Linked DNA regions of Macaca mulatta: region 2 is linked to region 1. Evidence: chromatin contacts called from public Hi-C data. All regions are on one chromosome and are shown on one strand. The core of a region is the stretch at or near the end of the contact, and the rest is flanking DNA. Distances in the headings are between cores, read along the strand shown.

The links. A called contact is a pair of places that touch in the nucleus more often than the background predicts.
Region 2: a contact with region 1 is called in a Hi-C map of CD4 T cells, with 3 times the contacts expected there. The contact joins the enhancer-like site here to the promoter of SMIM29 in region 1. A contact is called at or near these places in 5 of 14 Hi-C or Micro-C datasets (CD4 T cells, blood, cortical neurons and 2 more).

Annotation. Positions count from the first base shown.
Region 1 is chr4:148,039,579-148,044,050 of T2T-MMU8v2.0, forward strand. SMIM29 (small integral membrane protein 29) reads left to right here and starts at 2,177. Exons shown (of 5, transcript XM_015136125.3): 1 at 2,177-2,315; 2 at 3,810-3,997; 3 at 4,187-4,212. The coding sequence starts at 3,887. It overlaps LOC106997914 (a long non-coding RNA gene), which reads right to left and starts at 3,177. Exons shown (of 4, transcript XR_013416501.1): 1 at 3,016-3,177.
Region 2 is chr4:148,094,860-148,099,298 of T2T-MMU8v2.0, forward strand. No RefSeq gene overlaps it. Among named protein-coding and RNA genes, the nearest start is that of GRM4, 40 kb to the right of the region's middle. Within about 2 kb of position 1,677, at least 11 of the 40 cell types and tissues checked have an H3K27ac peak or open chromatin away from gene starts, as enhancers often do. A contact at or near this core is called in CD4 T cells, where this site is marked.

The sequences.
Region 1 (4,472 bases), core at 927-3,426:
CTAGGGTGAGGGGTCTCCCTACTCTCCAGACTCAAAAGCTTGAGAGCAGTAGGAGATCCAACTGGAGCTTCCAGACTCACGCATTTCTTTCAATCCTTTCCCTCCATCCTTGATTCCCCATGACAGTCAGATGGTAGTGTCTGGAGACAAGGGATCAAAGTTCCCATCTGCCCTCTGACCTCTGCACCAGACCTGCCCTCATCCAGCCTTCCCTGGAAGGGCCTGAGGAAACCTGTAGCTGGACCAGACGAAGCAATTCACCCATGTTGGCACCACTGGCTGCCTCTAGCTAATAGGGCCTGGGCTCCCAGAACCTCACATCTGCCCCTAAGGGTTCCTCTGGCAAGAACAGGGTGACCTAGATCATGCCTTTTGCCCATTACCACCTGGTGATCCAGGAGGGCTTTAGCCTGGTTCAGCTGCCAGAACCTTGATGTTCTTGGGTGGTTTCCATAATCTGCCAGTCAGTTTTCCCAATCGTGTGTGATTTTGGGGGGGTAGAGGAGGGTCTGCTACAAAACTATATATATAAAAAATATATATGCATATGTATACACACACATACACGTTTGACGTAACTGTAGATTCATATATAGTTGTAAGAAATCATACAGAGAGGGCTGGGTGCGGTGGATCATGCCTGTAATCCCAGCACTTTGAGGGGCCGAGGCGGGCGGATCACGAGGTCAGGAGACTGAGACCATCCTGGCTAACACCGTGAAACCCCGTCTCTACTAAAAATACACAAAATTAGCCGGGCGTGGTGGCGGGCGCCTGTAGTCCCAGCTACTCAGGAGGCTGAGGCAGAATGGCGTGAACATGGGAGGTGGAGCTTGCAGTGAACCGAGATCGCGCCACTGCACTCCAGCCTGGGTGACAGCGTGAGACTCCATCTCAAAAAAACAAAAAAAGAAAAAAAAGAAAAAAAAATCATACAGAGAGGCCGGGTGCAGTGGCTCACGCCTGTAATCGCAGCACTTTGGGAGGCCGAGGTGGGCGAATCACCTGAGGTCAGGTGTTCGAAACTAGCCTGGCCAACATGGTGAAACCCCGTCTCTACTGAAAATACAAAAATTAGCCGGGCATGGTGGCAGGCGCCTGTAGTCCCAGCTACTTGGGAGGCTGAGGCAGGAGTATCACTTGAACCTGGGAGGCGGAGATTGCAGTGAGCCAGGATCGTGCCACTGCACTCCAGCCTGCTTGACAGAGCAAGACTCCATCTCCAAAGAATAATAATAATAATAATAATAATAATACAGAGAGATTGTGTACACTTTGCTTAAATTCCCCCAATGCCTGTAATCCCAGCACTTTGGCAGGCCGAGGTGGGCAGATCACGAGGTCAGGACATCGAGACCATCCTGGCTAACACAGTGAAACCTGTCTCTACTAAAAATGCAAAAAAATTAGCCGGGCCTGGTGGCAGGCGCCCCTAGTTCCAGCTACTCCCACTCCAGCCTGGGTGACAGAACAAGACTCTGTCTCAAAAAAAAAAAAAAAAAAAAAAAAAAAAAAAAATCCCAGAATGATAACGTTTTACAAAACTGTAATAATCACAACCAGAATATTGACACTGGTAAATTCCACTGGCCTTAGTCAGATTTTCCCAGTAAATGTGTGCCATTTTAATGATAAGACCACAAAAGCTTTGACCCAAGTTTACCAACTTAGCAAGTTGCCTTTGACCCAGGGGAACCTCACCCCGCCGCTTCGTGTGTTCCCTAAAACCGAAAACAGGTGAACAGGAGTAACTTAACATTTCAGGGGATATTATGTGGTAAGCTCCCTGCTCATGTCATCATTTAATCCTCACAATAGGCCGGGCACGGCTGCTCACGTCTGAAATCCCAGCACTTTGGGGGGTTGAGGCAGGCAGATCACTTGAGGTCACAAGTTCGAGACCGGCCTGGCTAACACGGTGAAACTCTGTCTCGACTAAAAATACAAAAAAATTAGCCGGGCGTGGTGGTGCGCTATAATCCCAGCTACTGGAGAGCTGAGGCAGGAAAATCACTTGAGCCCAGGAAACGGAGGGTGCAGTGAACCAAGATCGTGCCACTGCACTCCAGCCTGGGCGACAGAGCCAGACTCCATCTCAAAAAAAAAAAAAAAAAAAAAAAAAGGCGCAGAGAGGGTGGGCGTGCCAGGGCCCCCGGTAGCCCAGTCCTGCCGCACTCTACCAGTCGAGCACAGCCCGAAGGCCAGGGAACAAACACAGAAGGAGGCCGAGAGGGCCCGGAGCAGGGTCCTGCCGCGAAGGGCCTGGGCTCAACGTTAGAGTGCGGCGCGACCCTACTCTGGCTGCAACGAGACGGGTGAGTGAGGTGGTCGCCCGGGATCTCCCAGAATCCGAGCTCCTGACGCGGGAGGGCCAGGGGCCTCCGGAAAACTGCGCGCGCCCCGCCCTGCCCAATCCTGCCCCGAGCCGCCCGCTCCTCCCCCGCTGCGTAGCCCTCGGCTGCCCTCTGCCGCCGCGGGGCGGACCCTGCAAGCCCCGCTGTCCCCGCCTTCGCACCGCCCACCCCCGCCTCCGGATTGGCGGCTCCAGAAATCTCCAGGCCACCCGCTTTCCGCTACCGGATTGGCTGCGCCCGGGCGCTAAGGCCCGGCCCATTTCCCCGGGTCCTTTGATCACGCGCCTGACGGCTTTTCCGGGGCCGGGGAGCCAACCGAGGGCGTTCCTGTCGGGGCTGCAGCGGCGGGAGGTAAGGCATGGCCAGGCCGGCTGGGCTGCAGAGCGCCGGCACGGGTCCACGCCTCGGGGTGCCAGGCTTCCAGGATGTTCGGGCGCGGGGCGGCTCATCCGCGTCCCCCAACACCCCCCACCTCCGGCCTGAGCCTCCCAGCGCCGTGGGAACCACCTCCTGTCCACTGTTGCTGGCCCGCATCCTAGCAGCGGCCTGACGCCCTCCCCACCCTGGCATGCCCCCTTGGCCTGGGACGATGAGCATACGACTGGGTAAGGGCAAGCTCGATGCCCCGTGCCCTACGGACACGGGGGTAGGTCGTTCATACCTTGCCCTCTGATAGAGACTCAAGCGAACCTGGGTCGCGGACCTTGGGCCATCAGCGTGCAAACCGCCCCAGGACGATCTCTTTGCTTCTGTCGATGGGGACTGACCCTCTCCACCTCTGCCTGTCAGCCCAGGCCAGGAGGGGAGGGACCTGGGCGGAGCCCTGGGTGGAGACAAGAGGAAGGTGACATCATCTTGAAGATACAATCCAGCTTTACCCACTCGTGTCCACCCTGGCACACGAAACCGATGGGGCAGAGGGTGTTCGGGCTGTATGTCTGAGGTGACACCAGGGACAAGGGCATAGAACTCAGGCATGGAGCCCATCGCTTTAAGTGGGACTGGACCAGAATGGAAGCGGAACTCCTTCAGATGCTCCCACCTCACCCCTGGCTGCAGTGCAGGTCCCTCCTTTAGACCTCATTTATCCATTTTGCTCCACTGGACAGGTACTGGCAGCCCAATGCCCCAAAAGGGCTGGGGCAGGCACTGGAAACCTGCACTTCTTTCCCCAGAAGTTGAGACTTGTAAATGTCTCTAGCTGGGCCCCGCCCTGATATAGGGATAGGAGTTGGGCAGGACTCAGCCCTGGATCCAGGCCTTCCCTTGATCCCCTTTCCTGCCAGGATTTGCCAAGACTCACTGGAGGGTTATACCCGGTACATCTACCTGGAGGATCCCTCCTCCCAGGATTTGACCTGGGACCAGTTTTCATAGATCTCCAGCTCTGGGGGAGGGATCCAGAGTCTGGATGTCACCTGGGTGCAACTGATAACCTCCCTTCCTCCTCCCCAGGGAGCCCAGTGGAGGCGCCCTCCCGAAGTGCCACTGCCCATGCTGACCAACCACCCAGCCCTCCGGCTGCTGATGTCATGAGTAACACCACTGTGCCCAATGCCCCCCAGGCCAACAGCGACTCCATGGTGGGCTATGTGTTGGGGCCCTTCTTCCTCATCACCCTGGTCGGGGTGGTGGTGGCTGTGGTAAGGAGCCCTCATATACACACAGACACCCACAGCTTTGCTAAGGCAGGGGCTGGGTGGGCCTGGTCCAGTCTGCACAGAGTCCCCACTGTCCTGTTGAGGGAGTGAAGGGTGTAGAGGTGGGCCTCTCTCTGCTTGTGGGCCTTCCCCGGGCTCAGCAGCCCCCACAGTGCTGTGTCTCTGTTGCAGGTGATGTATGTACAGAAGAAAAAGCGGTGAGTGTCCCTGTCTCCCCACCTGCCCTATCCCCACACCCATTCTGAAATTCCTGCTCATAGGCTCTGAGTTTTCTGTAAGAAGCCATCCTGATACAAGCCTGAATTTTGTTTTCCTTGCCCCAGCCTGAGGTTACTCACTGGGGAAAGTCCCTTTGTAGAATCAGGGTTGTATTCTTGGAACTATAGTGTGTCCCAAAAGGCACCCACTGGAAGTGCCCCTGCCTGGGAGAGGGAGGCGAGATGGGGCAGCCAGGTGT
Region 2 (4,439 bases), core at 427-2,926, 55 kb after region 1:
AATTCTGAATCCATATGGACAGGGGCAGCTGGGTCCTCCTGTGCTGGGGATTGGCTAAAATAATAGAGAATTCTCTCAATTAACTTTCAGGTAAAATCAATGTTTATTAAATAATAAGTAACAAAAATGTGTTAATTTGAAACTTACATATAGGTTATTAAAGGTCAACAGTAAGGGAAGCAATTGTTGAGGTTTTAAACCACCAAAATAATTTGCGGGTGAGAACGTTGTTTAGAGTCGCTTGGGTGTAGTGATCCTGAAGAGCAGGGTGGCTTTTAGCTTGTTCTTATTGTTTGAAAATGTGTTACCGTCACTCCCCTTACTGCTGGCATCAGTGCAGACGCGCAGCCACCTGCCCCTGGTGCGCTCTCTGAGGTTCTGACTCCCGACGTTTCCCGTCGAGGCACTTGCCTCAATTATGAGTTCAGACTGTGTTTGTGTCATAACTTCTTTTTTTTTTTTTTCATTTTTCCCCCTCTGTTCTTTATTTTTAGGGAGGATGTCATGAATTCTTTGAGATCTGTTCCCCACTAGGCTGTCTGCTCGACTCCAAGTGGGTGGTCCCCGTTGTGTATGGCTATGCCCAGCTCCCAGCAGAGTACCTGGCACTCAAAAGGGCCTCAATACCTATTTGTTGAATGAATGTAGGTGAAGAACCTGGCACAGAGTATGCGCTCCATAAAGGCAGTGACAGTGACCGTCAGCTGCAGCACATTCAAGGTCAACACCCCTTCTTGGTTCCCCTCAGGCAAACCCATGTCTCCCTCTCTTGGATCGCTTTATCTCTGGAAAATAACCTTATCTTGGCCAACAGTCCTTCCTGGAGGGCAGCAGTCACATCTCATTCATCTCTGGGGTTCCCTGAACCCCAGCAGAGGGCCTGGCACAAAATAGGAGTTAATCACTACTCCTGGAATAATCATAGTCTATTGAGCGTCCACACACACCAGGTATTTTATATCACGCGTATGGTTTCACTTCTCCAGGGGGAGCATAAGGAAAGTTGAATGACATGTCCAAGATCACACAACCAGTAGTGATAGAACCCGTTTTAGTCCAGATCTCCAGATCTCTGGGGCTCCAAAACCCCTGTGCTTTCTATGATTCCTCTTCCCAGGACAGGGAGCGTCAGGGAGGTGGGTGGGGGGGAGAGTGTGAGGAGGGTGTGTGTGGGGGTTGATGGGGAGGACTCCAGTACTGGGGTGGGCCTGTCCTGGGGACCTGGCTTGCTCAGGCAGGCGGAACCTGGGCTTCCGGTCAGGCACGTGCCAGGTACCTGGGGTGATTCCTGGTCAGCACCTCTGCCTTTCCATGGGGTTGAGGAGCCCAGGTGTGGACCGGGAGCTCCAATGCCAGCCCCACCACTGGTGAGCTGTGCAGCCTGGGCAGGGCAGAGAATCCCTCAGGTTTTGGTTTCTCCACACACAGAACGGCAAGCCACAGGAGCACCCCAATCAAGATGGCCAGTACTGTACTGCCTAAGGCATCGGCCCCAGGCGGAGCTCTCCCAGTGCCAGTGTCTTTGGGTCCATGTTCCGTTCTCCCCACTCCCTTTCACAATGCAGGAGGAGCAAGGTGCACTCCGACGGGCCGGGCACGGAGGGCGTGCGGCGCACCTGATGGGGCGTAGCGGTCCCCAGGCTCCTTCCACGAGGACGCCCCTGCGGCAGCACCGGGATGCCAGGCAGCCGGCTCCCCTGTAAACTGGGGTCCCGGGCGGGCAGGAGTTGGGAGGGATTCGACCTGCAGCAGTCAGCAGCGTGGAGGCAGGGGGGCCGTGGGTGCCGACTTGGGGAGCGGAAGAGTAGTGCGGCCGGTGGCCCGCGTGGGCCTGACCCTGGGAGTCTCGCGTGGCTGCCTGGCGCCACCTCGCGGTCGTGGCCCGCGTCGCCGCGCCTGCTCTAAAAGCAGAGCTGCTGGAGGGCGCAGGTGAACTGGGATTGGGACAATTTGGGCTCTTGGGCTGCGATACTGCGACAAACTCCCAACCCCGTTTCCTGTCTTCCGAGGGAGGGAAAACCAAGGCTTTGAGGGTCTTCTAAGGCCTGCGGCGAGCTGGGAAGGCTGGGAAGGAAACACCGAGTGAGGCAGATTGGGGCCAAGGACGCTCCTGGAGCTCAGGAGGCCGCCGGGCGTCCACACCATGGCTCAGGTTCCACCGTTCAGTCCCGCAGCCTTTCAGTTGTAAACCCCTTACGCCGGTGGGTCACACTCTCTTCTCCACTCTTTTCTTCTTCAGCCAACATATAAACCTAAACACTTCAATCATGAAGACTTTGCACATAAATGAATGAAAAAGCGGTCAATATAAAAACTGGGTAGAAGCACCGGTCTGTCTGCAAATGAGACCGTCACCGCTAGTGCTGTCGGATGAAGGCTCCGCTGGACACAGCCTCTGGTCCCAGTCAGCCTTCAGCTACCCTGAGAGGGACAAAAGCTCCTTCTGGAGAAGTCAGTGGGTGAGGTCGATAATGAGTCTTGAAAACTGGGGGCTCCCTACAGGTCTAGGGCGAGGTCTGTGTCTGGGGGCCCAGGGAGCATCTGTGTAGGAGCACGCCCCTCTGGATTTCTGCTTCTCAGTGTCCTCTGGCTGGACGGCAGGTGACCTCTAGGGATCTGGGGCGGTGCCAGCCAGCCCTGTTGCCTGGTAGGGGCACTGAGTCCTGGGGACACAGGGCAGGGGGTGCAGGAGGTCAGAGACCCTGGGATTCCAGGCAGGGATGGAAAACAGTGCCCTCTCACTGTCACTACCCTGCCCTGTCGGCACCAGGCAGGCATCACTAGGGTATCCCAGCACTCTAGCTGTTTGTTTTGCTTTTAATTACTAATTTTAAAATATTTGATGCATAAAGAAAAATACATATACACCCTCCAACAAGACTATTTAGTTTTTAATATTTTGGCTATTTGCTTCAGATCCTTTTTTTTTTTTTTTTTTTTTGAGACAATCTCACTGTGTCGCCCAGGTTTGAGTACAGTAGTGCAATCACAGTTCACTGTAACCTTGACCTCCCAGGCTTAAGTGCAATCCTCCCACCTCACCCTCCTGGGTAGCTGAGACTACAGGTGCATGCCACCACACCTTGCTAACTTTTGTATTTTTTGTAGAGACAAGGTCTCCTGTTACCCAGGCTGGTCTCAAACTCCTAGGCTCAAGCAATCTGGCTGCCCCAGCCTCCTAAAGTGTTGGGATTACAGGAGTGAGCCACGACACCCGGGCATCTTTTTTCTTTTTTTTTTTTTTTTTTGAGACTGGGTCTCACTCTGTTGCCCAGGCTGGAGTGCAGTGGTGTGATTACGGTTCACTGCAGCCTCGACCTCACCCCAGCTCAGGTGATCCTCCCACCTCAGCTTCCAGAGTAGCTGGGACCATGGGGGTGCCACCATGCCTAACTAATTTTTTTTTGTTGTTGTTGAGTCTGAGTTTTGTTCTTGTTGCCCAGGCATGATATCAGCTCACTGCAACCTCTGCCTCCTGGGTTTAAGTGATTCTCCTGCCTCAGCCTCCTGAGTAGCTGGGATTACAGGCATGCACTACCATGCCCAGGTAATCTTCTATTTTTAGTAGAGACAGGGTTTCTCCGCGTTGGTCAGGCTGGTCTCGAACTCCTGACCTCAGGTGATCCGCCCACCTCAGGCTCCCAAAGTGCTGGGATTACAGGCGTGAGCCACGGAGGCAGGCCTAATTTTTGTATTTTTTGTAGAGACAGGGTTTCTCCATGTTACTCAGACTGGTCTTGAACTCCTGGGTTCTAGCAATCTTCCCGTCTAGGCCTCCCAAAGTATTGGGATTACAGGTGTGAGCCACCACAACCGACCTCTTTTTTTTTAAATACAAAAAGTCACAGAAATAACTAAAGACCACCCTTGTGGCCTCTTCTCTCTCCCTTCCCTGAAGTTTTTTTTGTTTTGTTTTGTAAGGAGTCTTGCTCTGTCGCCTAGGCTGGAGTGCAGTTAACACGATCTCGGCTCACTGCAACCCCTGCCTCCCGGGTTCAAGTGATTCTCCTGCCACAGCCTCCCGAGTAGCTGGGATTACAGGCGCGGACCACCACAACCAGCTAATTTTTATATTTTTAGTAGAGATGGGGTTTTACTATGTTGGCTAGGCTGGTCTTGATCTCCTGACCTCTGACCTCGTGATCCACCCCTGCTTGGCCTCCCAAAGTGTTGGGATGACAGGCGTGAGCCACTGCACCCAGTCTGTATTTTTTATTCTCAAACATGTTTTAAAACTTTTACCCAATAGGTATATATCTTTATTTTATTTATTATTATTATTTTTTTTTTGAGATTCAGTCTTGCTCTGTCACCCAGGCTGGACTGCAGTGGTGCGATCTCGACTTACTGCAACCTCCGCCTCCTGGGTTCAAGCAATTCTCCTGCCACAGCCTCCCAAGTAGCTGGGATTACAAGTGCATGCCACCATGCCCAGCTAA